Regions from separate parts of the Pan troglodytes genome. Here region 2 is linked to region 1. The links are chromatin contacts, called in public Hi-C maps. All regions are on one chromosome and are shown on one strand. Each heading gives the region's core, a stretch centred on a gene start, on an enhancer-like site or on the middle of the called end of the contact. The rest is flanking DNA. Distances are from core to core; before and after follow the strand shown.

What was found. A called contact is a pair of places that touch in the nucleus more often than the background predicts.
Region 2: a contact with region 1 is called in a Hi-C map of induced pluripotent stem cells, with 2.4 times the contacts expected there. The contact joins two enhancer-like sites. A contact is called at or near these places in 4 of 7 Hi-C or Micro-C datasets (blood, induced pluripotent stem cells and stem cell-derived neural progenitor cells) and 1 of 1 other capture datasets (stem cell-derived neural stem cells).

What each region holds. Positions count from the first base shown.
Region 1 is chr1:34,521,499-34,528,592 of NHGRI_mPanTro3-v2.0_pri, reverse strand. No RefSeq gene overlaps it. Among named protein-coding and RNA genes, the nearest start is that of CENPF, 21 kb to the right of the region's middle. Within about 2 kb of position 3,937, at least 1 of the 24 cell types and tissues checked has an H3K27ac peak or open chromatin away from gene starts, as enhancers often do. A contact at or near this core is called in induced pluripotent stem cells, where this site is marked.
Region 2 is chr1:34,769,137-34,776,298 of NHGRI_mPanTro3-v2.0_pri, reverse strand. It overlaps SMYD2 (SET and MYND domain containing 2), which reads left to right. Exons shown (of 12, transcript XM_003308746.7): 9 at 589-709; 10 at 1,657-1,831; 11 at 3,839-3,947; 12 at 6,368-6,791. The coding sequence ends at 6,448. Among named protein-coding and RNA genes, the nearest start is that of SMYD2, 53 kb to the left of the region's middle. Within about 2 kb of position 2,723, at least 4 of the 24 cell types and tissues checked have an H3K27ac peak or open chromatin away from gene starts, as enhancers often do. A contact at or near this core is called in induced pluripotent stem cells, where this site is marked.

The sequences.
Region 1 (7,094 bases), core at 2,688-5,187:
TTCAAGCAATTCTCCTGCCTCAGCCTCCTGAGGAGCTGGGATTATAGGCGCACCCCACCATGCCTGGCTAATTTTTGTATTTTTAGTAGAGACAGGGTTTCACCACGTTGCCCAGGCTAGTCTCGAACTCCTGAGTTCAGGTGATCCGCCTGCCTCAGCCTCCCAAAGTGCTGGGATTACAGGCATGAGTCACCGCACCTGGTCCCTGCTCAGCTTTTTTGATGGATATAGTGGGAACTAGATTCCTGTGAAGTCAGGCAGGCCCCAGATACTGATCAAATATTGCATCTACTCTCAAAATTTCCTAAATTTCTATTTTCAACACAGAATTGAAAACAAAAACAAAAACATCTGGGCATGGTGGCTCACGCCTGTAATCCCAGCACTTTGGGAGGCCAAGGCAGGCGGATCACTTGAGGTCAGGGCTTTGAGAGCAACCTGGCCAATATACCAAAACCCCACCTGTACTAAAAATACAAAAAAAAATTAGCCGAGCATGGTGGCAGGCGCTTGTAACCCAGCTACTTGGGAGGCTGAGGTGGGATAATTGCTTGAACTTGGGAGGCAGAGGTTGCAGTAAGCCAAGATCTCACCACTGCACTCCAGCCTGGGTGACAAAGTGAGAGTCCATCTCAAAAAAAAATAAAACAACAAAAAACAAACAAACAAAAAAACACCTCAGTGTGTAACCTTTCCTGTGGCTAATAAAAGCTTATAAAGTTACTATAAGGTAAGTTTACCTCAGAAGGTAGATTACTATTCAAAAGAGGAAGTCGTTTTAGGATTGGGAGGATAAAGAAACCAGAGTCAGGACTCCCCTGGGGACAAAGAGGAAAGAAGTAAATTGTTGCAAGATATTTGTCTAGGGTTTTTCTGGTTTGAGAAGTAAGGACTGGAGTATTAGGAAGTCACAAAAGTTGCTGTCTGTTCATTTGGTGATACACTAAAGGTAAGGAGCACCTTTCCTGTAACTACAGCTCAGAGGATCAGTTCTTGTGACATTCCTTCTCCACATGCCGACCGGGCCTCTGTCTCAAAAAAAAAAAATTTTTTTCAAAAATATAAATTTCTCTTAAAAACATGTAACTCATGTACATTAAAGTTTTGAAACGTTTATGTTGATTACCTGAATTTAAAAATAATACAAACAGAATAATTGTTGGTACATATTCACGTACTCTGTGTGTGTGTGTGTGTGTGTGTGTGTGTGTGTGTGTGTGTGTGTGTGTTTTGAGATGGAGTCTCACTCTGTCGCCCAGGCTGAAGTGCAGTGGTGTGATCTCGGCTCACTGAAACCTCCGCCTCCCGGGTTCAAGCGATTCTCCTGCCTCAGCCTCCTGAGTAGCTGGGATTATAGGCACATGCCACCATGCCCGGCTAATTTTTGTATTTTTAGTAGAGATGGGGTTTTATCATGTTGGCCAGGCTGGTCTCAAACTCCTGACCTAGGGTGATCTGCCTGCCTCGGACTCCCAAAGTGCTGGGATTACAGGTGTAAGCCACTGCGCTCGGCCCATATTCATGTACTTTAAATAAAGTACTTTGAATAGCTGTGTTTTTTGCCAATACTCTCTTACTGAGATATTTCTACAGAGTGTATTTTTTTTAATGTGGTCTTATCGTTTTAATTTTCTTCATAAAATTGCCTACTTTTTTTTTTTGAGACAGAGTCTCACTCTGTCTTCCAGGCTGGAGTGCAGTGGCACAATCACGGCTCACTGCAGCCTTGACCTTCTGGGCTCAAGTGATCCTCCTGCCTCAGCCTCCCAAGTAGCTGGTACTACAGTTGCACACCACCACACACAACTAATTTTTATATTTTTTGTACAGTCAAAGTTTTGTCATGTTGCCCAGGCTGGTCTAGAACTCCTGGACTCAAGTGATCGGCTCACTTTGACCTCCCAAAGTGTTGAGATTATGGGCATGAGCCATCACACCTGGCCTGTTATACTCTTTTTCAATTGACTCTACCATCTAGCTTACAATATTTTCAATTGAGAAATTACTCTTTCTTCAGGTGGTGAGGCTTATGGTAAGCTCAGAACAAATTCTGCTAAATGAAGGAAATTCTCAATATTATTCTTTTTATTTGAAATGTGTAAATATTTCAGCATAAGTATTTTCCCAGATATGATACCTCCTGTTTGCCTCCATTCAGAGTAGATGTCTTTAACTAATAGTTTTATAAGACAAAACTTGTTAGTAAGTTGTCTCCATACTTTAAAATATTTTGTATATAGATGCTTCACAATTATTAGTTTTTGCAGTTTCATTCCATTCTGGCATAGAATACAAATTTATGAAATTGTTTTTACAAAAAGCTTCATCAAAAGATTATTCCAGAAATGTAGATATTCTAAGGCACAATTATAGAATTTCAAAATTAAACATTGTAAATGGATTAAGCTTTCCTTATTTATTCACTCAAGTCTTCCCTTGCTTTTATAGGATAAATTTTAATATCGCTTTGCTTCCAAGTTTTTGTTTTGTTTTTAGAGACAGGGTCTCACTATGTTGTCCAGGTTGGACTCGAACTTGTAGGCTCAAGAAATTCTTCTGCTTCTGCCTCTTGAACGCCTGGCACTACAGACACTCTCCCATGTCTGGCTTGGTTCCAAGTTTTGTTTTTAATAATAGCGTTTCTCTAAAAGCTTTCTAGAACATTTCTGCTTTATAGATTTCTTATTTATCAATAAACTAATTGACAATAAATATAATGTGTGCATCACCAGAATTTGTATTTATATGATCCTCACAAATTTTGTCACTGAATTTGCAATAGCAGACACAATAAAGTCAGACGAACTTTCAAAAGCTTTGAGTCACTGAATTTCATGAAAATATTGAACAATTATTGGAATTAATTAAATTTTAATTTGAAGCAGCTGGTGACACATAAAACAGAAATCATGAGCTGTTTGCAGAGTTCTGTTAATTAAACCAAATATATTAGCAGCTATTGCTTCATATTTCATGCCTGTCGAAGAAAAGCTTAAAATAACAGCTAAGGTTTGAAGTAAATTCTGGGGCCTCCTTAACATATTTATGTCTTCTAATTTTCATTACTATAGGCCCCAAGGAGGCTGGTAAATGTTGGCAAATATTTTATGCAAGTTATATTTCATCGTCAACTTTATTTAGAAATGAGAAATCTGCATTTGAAATTTCATTAAACATGCCTTTTTTGCTTTGTTTTGTTTTTTGAGCTCTTTGTTGCTGAGAGAGTTCATCACAACATTTTTGAAAAGTGTTACCAAATGATAGGGTAAATAAATAGTTGTAGATTTACCCTATCTAGTATATGCCAAAACCATTTTAGCAGGATTGCTCACACTACTTTGTGTAAGCTTTATGGTAGGCATGCTTAGCCTCCACTTCCCGCATGTATTTCACATTCACCACGTTTCTAATTTCCCACATTTCACACTGACCCCACCGTCTGGCAGATTGGCAGCCTTGTGCCTTAATCATCTTGCAGGCCCCACCTGGGGCCAAGGCACAACTGACTCATACACCAGATGGGTGCCAGGGACAGCAGCAACAAATATTTCTCCCACATCCTTTGGGATGAAAAGTTAGTTGTCCTAAGTCACCGTATGCAACCACACTTTGTTTTTTCAAGCTAGCATGAGATATAATGGAGGAGTTAGTTACCTGTGCCTTAAGAAAGGTTTAAGAAAGGTGAAAGAAGTTATCACTGATAGCTCAGACTTAACCACTTGTTAAGCGTTGAACTCTGTTTACGGCACGTGTATCTCACACACTACTAGGGAAGACTATACTACAACATGGAAGTACAAAGTTGATGCAGGGCAGATGATCCCCAAATTGGGGTTCAGCCAGGATGGAATTCAAGGGCAAGCCAGCGGTAGACATTGAAGTGGCGGAGTTACAGCTCCAAGAGTCCTGCAGCTCTGTGACTGCTCCTGCAGAGCAGGGCTACTCCACAGGCAGTGTGCTGAGAGTAGTAGCTGAGGGCAGTTCTGAGGTCAAATTTATACCCACTTTAATTTACATGCAAACTAAGAGGCGATTAATGCAGAAATTCCTAGAAAAAGGGTGGTAACTTCTGGGTGTTGCCATGGCAATGGTAAACTGACATGGCACACTGGTGGGCATGTCCTATATGGAAAGGTGTTTCCACCCCATCCCTGTTTTAACTAGTCCTCAATTAGGTCAGGTGTCTGAGCCCTGCCTCCAGAGTCGAGTCCTACCTCCTATTTCAAAGTTATCCACTAAACCAGTCCTGGCTTATTTTAATGCAGCTAATAATAATAATCTTTTGTTAAAGCAACAACAGCAATAACTCTGGGACACATGTTAAACCAGAGAGGTGCCAGGAAAATAGAAGTCAACCAGGAAATATGTATATGTTATCTGTTGACCACACAGATGCCTGCTTCATTCATAAAATGGATTTCTGTAATCTACCCCAATACCTAGGTATGGCCTCAAATTAAACATTAAAAAAAAATTCTCCATGTTATTCTTAGGGGCACTAAAGCTGTATTCCTGATTTAGGGAATTCCTTCACTTTCATTCCAAGATGTGAAGACACGTGGTCATAGAGGTCAGGAGAATCATGTACCTTAGTCCATGGTTAATCTAACACCTGGGTCAAAACTATTATTGAAAATGAGATAGAGACAAATTGATCCTTAACTTAGTCACACGATGATAAAAACTTGCTCCTTGAGCAAACTTGTCTTGCAAGTCGTGAGGTTTATTTTGGCTGTAACATTGTCTTTTTGGAAACTTGGGCTCGTAAAAGCCACTTTTCTTGAGGATCAAGCTTCCAACCAAGAAACGGAAAATGTAACATACATTGATTTTCACACTTTGGAAGAAATAAGCATTAGATAAGCATTTTTCCTAAGGAGCTATCGAGATTTTAAAAATATATAAATTATTTTAGTTCCTTCGTAAAAATGACTATTGCAAGAGTTATAAGAATGTGTTTTAAATTTCTGGGAAGTAATTGATTCCAGAATGATGATGTTTTCTCTTTTCAAAGTTTTTACATTTGCTTTTCTTCCCTGAATAACTTGTGTTAATTTTTAGAAATAAAGTTGACCCTTGAACAACATGGGTTTGAATGGTGTAGGTCCATTTATATGAGGGTTTTTTTTTCAATAAACCTATTGAAAAAATTTTTGGAGATTTTTGACAGCTTGAAAAAACTTGCAGAGAAACCACATATTCTAAAAATATCAAAACATTAAGAAAAAGATATGTTACAAATGCATAACATATATGTAGCTACTAGTCTATTTTATCATTTACTACCATAAAATATGCCCAAATGTATTATAAAAAGTTAAAATGTATTAAAACTTACGCCTACGAACACAGACTGTGCATGGTACCATTCAGTCGAGAGAAATGTAAACCAACGTAAAAATGCAGTATTAAATCATAACTGCATAAAATTAACTGTAGTACATACTGTACTACTGTGATAATTTCATAACCACCTTCTGTTGCTATTGCATTGAGCTCAAGTGTTGTATCAACTTAAAATGCTGTGTGAGGCTATTCATCTCCACGGGAGCAGTTCATCTCTAGTAAATTTCATATCACAATAAAAAGTTACCTTTCGTGCTTGTTGTGTATTTTTCATCATGTTTAGTGTAATATTGTAAACTTTGAATAACACCATGGAACCCATACAAAGTGCTGCTAGTGATATTGGTAGTACTCCCAGGAAGCAGAGAAGGTCATGACATTACAAGAAAAAGCTGAATTGCTTGATATAAAAGTTGAATTGCACGGTCTGTAGATTGAGGTTGGCAGCTGCAGTTGCCCACCATTTCAGACAGATGATTCATCTTGTAAACTTATGATACTGATAAATACAGTGCAGTACTATAAGTGTATTTTCTCTTCTTTATGATTTTCCTAATAACAATTTTTTTTTTTGAGATGGAGTCTTGCTCTGTTGCCAGGCTGGAGTGCAGTAGCGCTATCTCAGCTCACTGCAATCTCTGTCTCCTGGGTTCAAGCAATTCTCCTGCCTCAGCCTCCTGAGTAGTTGGGATTACAGGCACATGCCACCACTGTCAACTAATTATTGTACTTTTAGTACAGACAGGGTTTCACCATGTTGGCCAGGATGGTCTTGATCTCCTGACCTCATGATCCACCCACCTCAGCCTCCCAAAGTGCTGGGATTACAGGTGTGAGCCACCGCGCCCGGCCAACATTTTTTTCTCTAGCTCATTTTATTACTGTATGAATACAGTATATAATACACATAACATACAAAATATGTGTTAATCAGCTGCCTATGTTATTGGTAAGGCTTCCAGTCCACAGTAGGCTATTAGTAGTTAAGTTTTTAGGGAGTCAAAAGTTTTGCACAGGGTGGGTTTGGCACCCTTAACCACTCCCTCCCCCCACCACTGTGTTGTTCAAGCATTGACTGTATCTCAATCTTGCTGACTTCAGCTGTAAAATGAGGATCTAGACTAGTGGATGTTCAGTGTTCATTCTAGTTTCCCAAACTCATCTTTTATGTCTTTTTTGAATATCTGGAATTTCATATTGTGTGTTATTGTATGATTTTGTTAATATGAAAGATTATTTAAGCTGTAGGATTATGAGCCTTTTTTCTTTTTTTTTTCTCACTTTAAACAACCAAATGTTATTCTAAAGAAAGTGTGAGCAAACACATTAGATACACTGAGGGAAAAGACAGAGGAAGACAGAGAATGCAGTGAGTCAGAGTGTGTGGGACAAAATAGGTTACTTTCAAAGACTTTTTTAGGTATAGAGAATCACCTAGTGGTAGGAATAGAAAAAGCTTTTTAAAAGTGTAAGGTCCTTTTTCTTGGGCTTCAGTTCATATCACTGAGTAGTAGTCATATGGTTTGTGATCAATTTCTTTAAAATGTACCAAGATGTTGAATATTTATCTATTTGTAATTGACTTTATTTAAATTATGGCAATATGTTGAATATTTAATGTTTTTTCCAAGCCTTTCTTCTCTAAAAGGACTCAGAATATCCTAATGTCAAGCTTTGAAAATTAATTATTGCTCCAAAGAATGTGTTAAATTCATTGTTTTATCATCAAAAGAAGTCTAGAAATGTGC
Region 2 (7,162 bases), core at 1,474-3,973, 250 kb before region 1:
TCTCCTCTAGGATCTTTTTGACCCTTTAAACCCTCCTTACAAAGACAGCCAAAGGGAATCTAGTTAGACCAGGTCTCTGTTCAGACCTGCTCCTAGTAGCTAAAGAAAACATTTCCATTACACTGTACAAACAGGAGAAAGGTCTGCCGAACTGCTCTTTCTTGAAAAGAAACAACTGCTGAAAGGAGGAGGGGGGAAAAGCACATGAGTATAATCTTTAGGCTTTCCAACCTGTTCACCAGAATATGTGGAAGTTTCCCTGGCATTTTCCAAATTGTTCCGTCAATGCCATCCTTCCTTATTCTAGTCTCTTGATTCGTAGATGTGTAAACACATATATCTGCCCATAGCCAACACATTTTAGATAAGGAGTATCTAGAAAATTAATCTTTTTGTTTTGTTTCTGTAAAAAGGTAATGGAGTACTGAATTTCTTCAGATGCATTGCCTGATTTCCTTTCATTCTTTTGTAACCTTGGAATGGGCCAGTGTCGACCGCTGTGTGGGAATGTGTATTATATGAGAGGTTTCCCTATCAGTGTGGTTTCCATGGGCGGTAACGCCTTGCCCTTGTGGACGTTTCCTTCAGGATAAGGCCAAGGTGGAAATCCGGAAGCTCAGCGATCCCCCAAAGGCAGAAGCCATCCGAGACATGGTCAGATATGCACGCAACGTCATTGAAGAGTTCCGGAGGGCCAAGCACTATAAATATATCCTTTACAACTGCCCTGATAGCTTATTATCCCTCGCCAACAAGGCAAGGTGGGAAGTTGGAAAGAGGGAGCAGGAGAAGGATGGATTTAAGATTCTGAAAACCAAAGGAGGAATGTCTCCTAGTAAATGTGTAAAGGCGTACTGACCACCCACAATGTGGTGTCCATCCTGTTGGAGTTGTATGATCTTATTTCCCCTTATTTTGGCTAGTTTGGCTCGGAGCCTCATGTGGTGGAGGACCGTGAAGGACAGAGCCTTGATGGCCTTGTGCTTTGGGTATTTTACTTTGGGCAGGGCACAGTGCCAAGGGCCTTGCTTATTTCAGCTCTCCTCACTGGCACACTCTGAGCAGGGACTCTGCTCATTCCCATGCAGCAGATGAGGAAACAGCCTGATAGATATTAAGTAATTTGCCCAAAGGACACAGCTGATGGTGATAGGATCTAGGATTTTGTCCCAGCTCTATCAGAATCCATATTCTTAACCATTGTATTGTAGTATTTTCTTGGGAGTTGAAAAGGGATTCGATTTGTACTCTAAAGGGTAGAATTTAAAACCAGTGAGAGGAAATGAGAGAAAGGCACATTGTTTCTCAGCATAAGAAAGAACTTTGCCACAGTGGGAGTCGTGCTCAGGGTTCCAACTTGGGTGAGGATTTGAATTTGATTAGAATCGTGATTTTAATCAACATTGTTTACATCAGAACTAGGGGTCTGGACCCTGCGGCTAAAATTCTTGAGTTGAGCAGTTCCGATCTTCAGGTTTTCCTCATTTGTTTTTTCTGGAGAAATGTAATTCCTTTCACTTTTGCTTGGCTTTCTGTAAGTTACTTTTTCATGGGGTAAGGGTGAGAGTGGAGTGGACGAAAGAACTCCTTGAACCCAGCCTGGGGAAGCCTCCAGGCAGCTTGGGCCCGGTGGCCGTTTCCTTGACTCCACAGCACCCCCTAGTGAGCTGCTGGAGATCTGCGAGCTCAGCCAGGAGAAGATGAGCTCTGTGTTTGAGGACAGTAACGTGTACATGTTGCACATGATGTACCAGGCCATGGGTGTCTGCTTGTACATGCAGGACTGGGAAGGAGCCCTGCAGTATGGACAGAAAATCATTAAGCCCTACAGGTGATTGCAGAGGCTGTTCTAATCATCCACGGAGTGGAATTTGGTTGTTTAGAATGTATACGATAGTGTCGTCTTCCTGCCCATTGCTGAGACTTGCCTAGCGCAGCTGCCTTTTCTCTGCACCCACATCTGGAGGTGCTGGTGCAGGGCACTGCTCCCGAGTCAGGCCTGTTCTCACCACCATCCCAAGGAGACAGGTTGAGGTTATGCAGCGGATACTGGGGCAAGATCCCTCCCAGGTCCATCCAGGGCCATATCCATAGTAGTTAACTCAGGCTAGTTTTGAGAAGCCACTAGTTTGCTTCTTTTCCCACCCACTGCTTCCAAGTTTAATTACTAAGTGGTGGTCTCAGAAACCCTGCTTTTCATCATTACTCACACCATCCCCTTCTTTTGCTTTTTCAAGTTACAGCCCCAGTTTGCAAATGGGGAAGCTCTGGGACCAGTGGGTTGACCGTGGTTATCTAATCTCCCCACCCCAGGTTTGGAAAAAAGAAAAAAAAGTTGCTTTTTAATTTGTAGTAATAATGAATATTAGCCCTGGAGAGATTTCCTGCCTGAGAGGGTTACTAAACCTAAAAGTGGGTGACAGACGGAAGTTGTGGCTTTGTCCTCTGACTCGGACTAGACGCTTCAGGGCTGAGGTGGCCTAGATGGGATCACTGGAGCTCTTTTTAAAGGCACTGATATTATGCATTTACAGGGTACGTCCAACACCAAGTGGGCCAAGTGAATCAGGGTCGCTGGGCATTAGACCCAGAAATCTGTGTTCTGGAAGCATCCCAGGTGTTTCTCAGGAGTTTGAGAAGCCCTCAGTCTCCTTCCACTTCCGAGATTAGGGTCTGTGAAGGTTGTGTCTGGTCTGAATGTCCACTGCCCACTCCACCCTCTACTTACCCCACTGTGCCCTGATTAGCCAGCAGGGGGAGCCCAAAGGAAGCCAGCTCTTAAAATCTGCTCTTGGAAACAGAATTTGTTAAATTGGGGATAAACTCAAACCTTCCTTTTCTCCTGGAGTGTGTGAGGAAGTGCACTGGCCTCATGCACAGTTCTCTGTGTGAGATCTGTAGGGAGAGAGGAGCAGACAGACAGCATCCCAGCCCTGTGGTTCTCCCAGCAGGGCCTTGCTCTGCTAGACCCATCGTTATCTGCGTGAGCCACCTCCCGGAAGCCCAGCTCTGGTCTTCCGTGGGGCCGTGGGTCCCAGGGCTGCCTCCTGCCCAGGAATACAGCTAGAACATGTCTTTTTGGACTGACTTTCAGGAGACACAGGGTGGAACAGCCTAGCCTTTAAGTAAACACCTCTTACACACATGTAAACACACACACTGGCTCACCCACCAGCTGCCTCTGGGCCCTGTTCTTAGGGAAATGGCTGTTTCCCAGGCAGACCCCATCAGTCAGTCTTCAGGTACAGCCGGAGAGAACACTTGCTGTATCTAAAGCCCCTGCTGGACAATGGGGAAAGAACATCCAGAAGACACAGGAAGTGTTCTGACTTCAGAGCACTTACTGTTTTGCTAAACCAGCCCATATCATAGTGTGACAGAAAGCTGGGGTCTTAAGACACATTGGGGTGGGTGGGGGTTGGGTGGGTGGCTGTATGTCTGAGTACCTAAGGTGATAGGCCTAATTGCTGCCTTCATAAATGGGACATTTACTTCACAAGCTGTTTTCCCAGGGTCTTCCTCTGGGTATGTCTGAAATATAAAAATCTGGACTGGGATTGAAGATTGTGTTTACAAATGCTTTTGAATAGGATTTCTCCTGCAGTTGTTATGTAGCTTTTCAGAAACACACAAACTACAAATAATGAACAACATCTGCAATGATTCCGCAGGGTGGCAGCATCCACACTCTCCACCCAAACCCTGGTGGGATTTGGAGAGGCCACTGGTGGGCAGAGTTTGGCCCTAAGCATGGCAGCCTCCGGCTTACTGCACCCAGCCTGTGGGGCGGCTCAGTAGCCGCTGACATGGTGGCCTGTTGTCTCTTCTCTTGTTCTAGTAAGCACTATCCTTTGTACTCCCTCAACGTGGCCTCCATGTGGTTGAAGCTAGGGAGACTCTACATGGGCCTGGAACACAAAGCCGCAGGGGAGAAAGCCCTGAAGAAGGTATGTCTGTAACTCGGCCTTAGGATTCCCAGTGGCCAGACGGCCTCCTTAGCACATCTCCTTCATGCCTCACCAGGCTGAATGGCTGAAGCAGTGGAGGGTGAGCAGCTCTCACCCACCCTCTTGCCGTGGGAGCAGCGGGGGTGGGTCCCGCAGGTGATGGGGGAGTGAGAGAGTGCACCTCTGCTGTGTTTGTGTCCAGGCCTCCCTCAAAGGGAATGGGTGCCCACATCCAGAGGGCTGGCCGTGATCACAGGCCCAGCCTGTGCCTGGAGGAATTCTCCATTTGTTTGACCTTTGGGATTTTCAGAATGATGATCCCCAGTTGTGGTGAAATCAAGGAGGTAGGATATGGAGAGTTAGGGTTAGGATGTTAGAATTGCGCATTTGCTGTTTCTAAAATGCACTTAATCATCCTCTCAGTTCATTGAGGACCAGTTACATACCAAGACCCTCGTGTGCTTTTCCTTTGAATTCTCACAAAAACGAGAGGCTTTCCTGATGAAGAAAGTGAGGTTCAAGCAGGTTAAGTGAGTAATAGCCTAGGGTGCATGGTGGGGCCTTCATTCAAATGAGGGTCTAAATTGAAAGCTTCGGCTCCTCCCACTCAAGCTGTGATGAAACTGGTGGGGAGCCAGACCCCTGGGCAGCATTCGCCTTCGGTTTGATGGCGGCCCTGTGCTGCCCAGGAGCCAGGCCCCGACCCTCACATCACGGGAGGTCAGAGTCATCATCCTGAGTATTGATTCTCATTGTTTGTGATGTGGAATTCACAGTCAATACAGTGTAATTGAGGGGATAGTCCATTTACTCCTGTAAGAGACTTTATAAAATGCTGGGGCCATGGACAGGGCCTGCAGGCCTAATCTTTCACCTTCTCCAAAGTTTCCCAATAGACTATTTGCGAAGATGGAATAAGGCGCACATCCCAAATAGAAGGGTCAGGGCACAGCCAGGCTGGAAGGGAGCACAAAACAAAATTTTCTGTTTTAAACCATGGAATTTGTCTTCTGAGAATTAGCCATTTAGGTCACAACTGCAAAGTGTGTCAGGTGATTAAGTAATAGATCAATGAAGTCTGGAGCAGATCTGAGCAAGGAACATGAGTCTTGAAATGAATGCCTGGGCAGAGTCGGCACCTGGAACAGGTGATTTCCGAAGGCTTGCACTGTTACTTGGCCTGCCTCCTCTTGGCTTGAGATCTAGGAGGAGAATATATAAAAGATAGTAATGGCTGTCATAGTCACAGGCCATTACAAATTCTCTGGGGGAATACTTTTTTCTCTGAGTAATTTGGCTGAATACAAAAGAGCAAATACATTCTTAGAGATGACATTTGATATAAACTTCCTGTATGCCAGGCGCTGTTCGAAACACTGTATCTGAATTAACAACCCTGAGAGGTAGGTATTATTCCAGTTTTACAGTTCAGGAAAATGAGGCACAGAGTGGTTAAGTAAATTACCCAAGGCCACACAGCTAGGAAATGATTAAACCACTGGAAACTTGACCATTTTACATTGCCTCACTATAAAGAAACCTTAAGTACATTCTCTAGCATCCCTCAATGAAACCTGCTACCTTTCTTTTAAGTTTTTAGAATATGTATTAAAAGGAAAGAGTATGCTTTTCGAAAGGGAAAAATAGTTTAACTATGTCTTGCAGGTTAGTAATGTCAACTAAAAATCAAAATAGCTTTGATATAAAATTCACTATGGACTTTACCAGCATCACCTATTTTCTGGGTTGAACATAATCAAAAAAATTAGTCCTTAAAGCATGTTTTACTGAAAGAGCTAGAATCTTGGGGCAAGAGAATGTCATGAAATCAGTTTCATGACATCATTTCTCCAGCTGGATATTTTTGCAGAATGTTTTACCTAGCAGTAGACACTGGATGAGTTAGCTACCAGATAGTCTTGTCTCCTTTTTTAAAAAAAAACCAAGGCCAGGCACCGTGGCTCACGCCTGTAATCCCAGCACTTTGAGAGGCCAAGGCGGGCGGATTACGAGGTCAGGAGATCGAGACCATCCTGGCCAACACAGTGAAACCCCGTGTCTACTAAAAATACAAAAAATTAGCCAGGCATGGTGGTGGGCGCCTGTGGTGCCAGGTACTCGGGAGGCTGAGGCAGGAGAATGGCGTGAACCCGGGATGCGGAGCTTGCAGTGAGCGGAGATCGCACCACTGCACTCCAGCCTGGGCGATAGAGCGAGACTCCATCTCAAAATAAATAAATTAATTTAAAAAATAAAAATAAAATAATAAAAAAAAACAGGTCCTGGTGGAGAACATAGGCTCTAATGCCCAGTTTGCATCCTGTGCCTTAAAGCAGAGAGATCCAACTTAAAGTTACCCCGGGTGGAGGTGTGAGGAGATTGGCTTCTAGGCTCTCATTGTTTGTCTTGCTTTTTCCTAGGCCATTGCAATCATGGAAATAGCTCACGGCAAAGATCATCCATATATTTCTGAGATCAAACAGGAAATTGAAAGCCACTGAAACTATGCAGCATTTCAGTTTTCATTTAAACACTTAGTTCAGAAACCTTAAAGGATTTGAATATTTCAAATTGCACACGTCACTCCAGCATCTCTGTAAAATAATTGGAATGAATATACTTCTTGCACTTAAACACTGCACATGCCATACTTTGAGGTTAGTCTGAATCTTGAACTTTAATACCAAATTAATTTTGAATGCTTTTGTTTCCTAAGGTAATGGCATGGTTTCATATGTTATACTTTGGACAGAGTTTTAAAAATGGAATTATTTTTTCTTTCATGCCTCTTGTAATGTTCTGAACAAACTTGAATGATGAAAGAAAATAAAAGAGATATCAGTATTTGAGGTTTGTATTTTCTTCTGTCTCTGGGGAGGATTTCTCAGTGGTGGTGGGAGCCCAGTCTTGGGGTGAAAGTGACACCTGCTGTCCATAATTCAGCAAGCTCAAGTCTTCTCCATGGGACTGGGGTCGGGCAGCCTCTTTATTCTGCAGTTGCTTTTGTGGGGCTGTGGCTATGGAGGAAGAAAATGGGAAGAAAGAGAAAAAGGTACAAGAAGGAAAGAAAAGTATCTGTGGTGGAGGAACAGTCCAGTGACCCGAGTGCCCTCCAGCAGGCGAGGTTTTGAATCTGTTCTCTGGTGCCTGGTATTCCTTCAGTGTGTAAAGGTGCTTAGTGCGTGCTTTGCTTTCTTGGCTTTTCTGTCCCCATC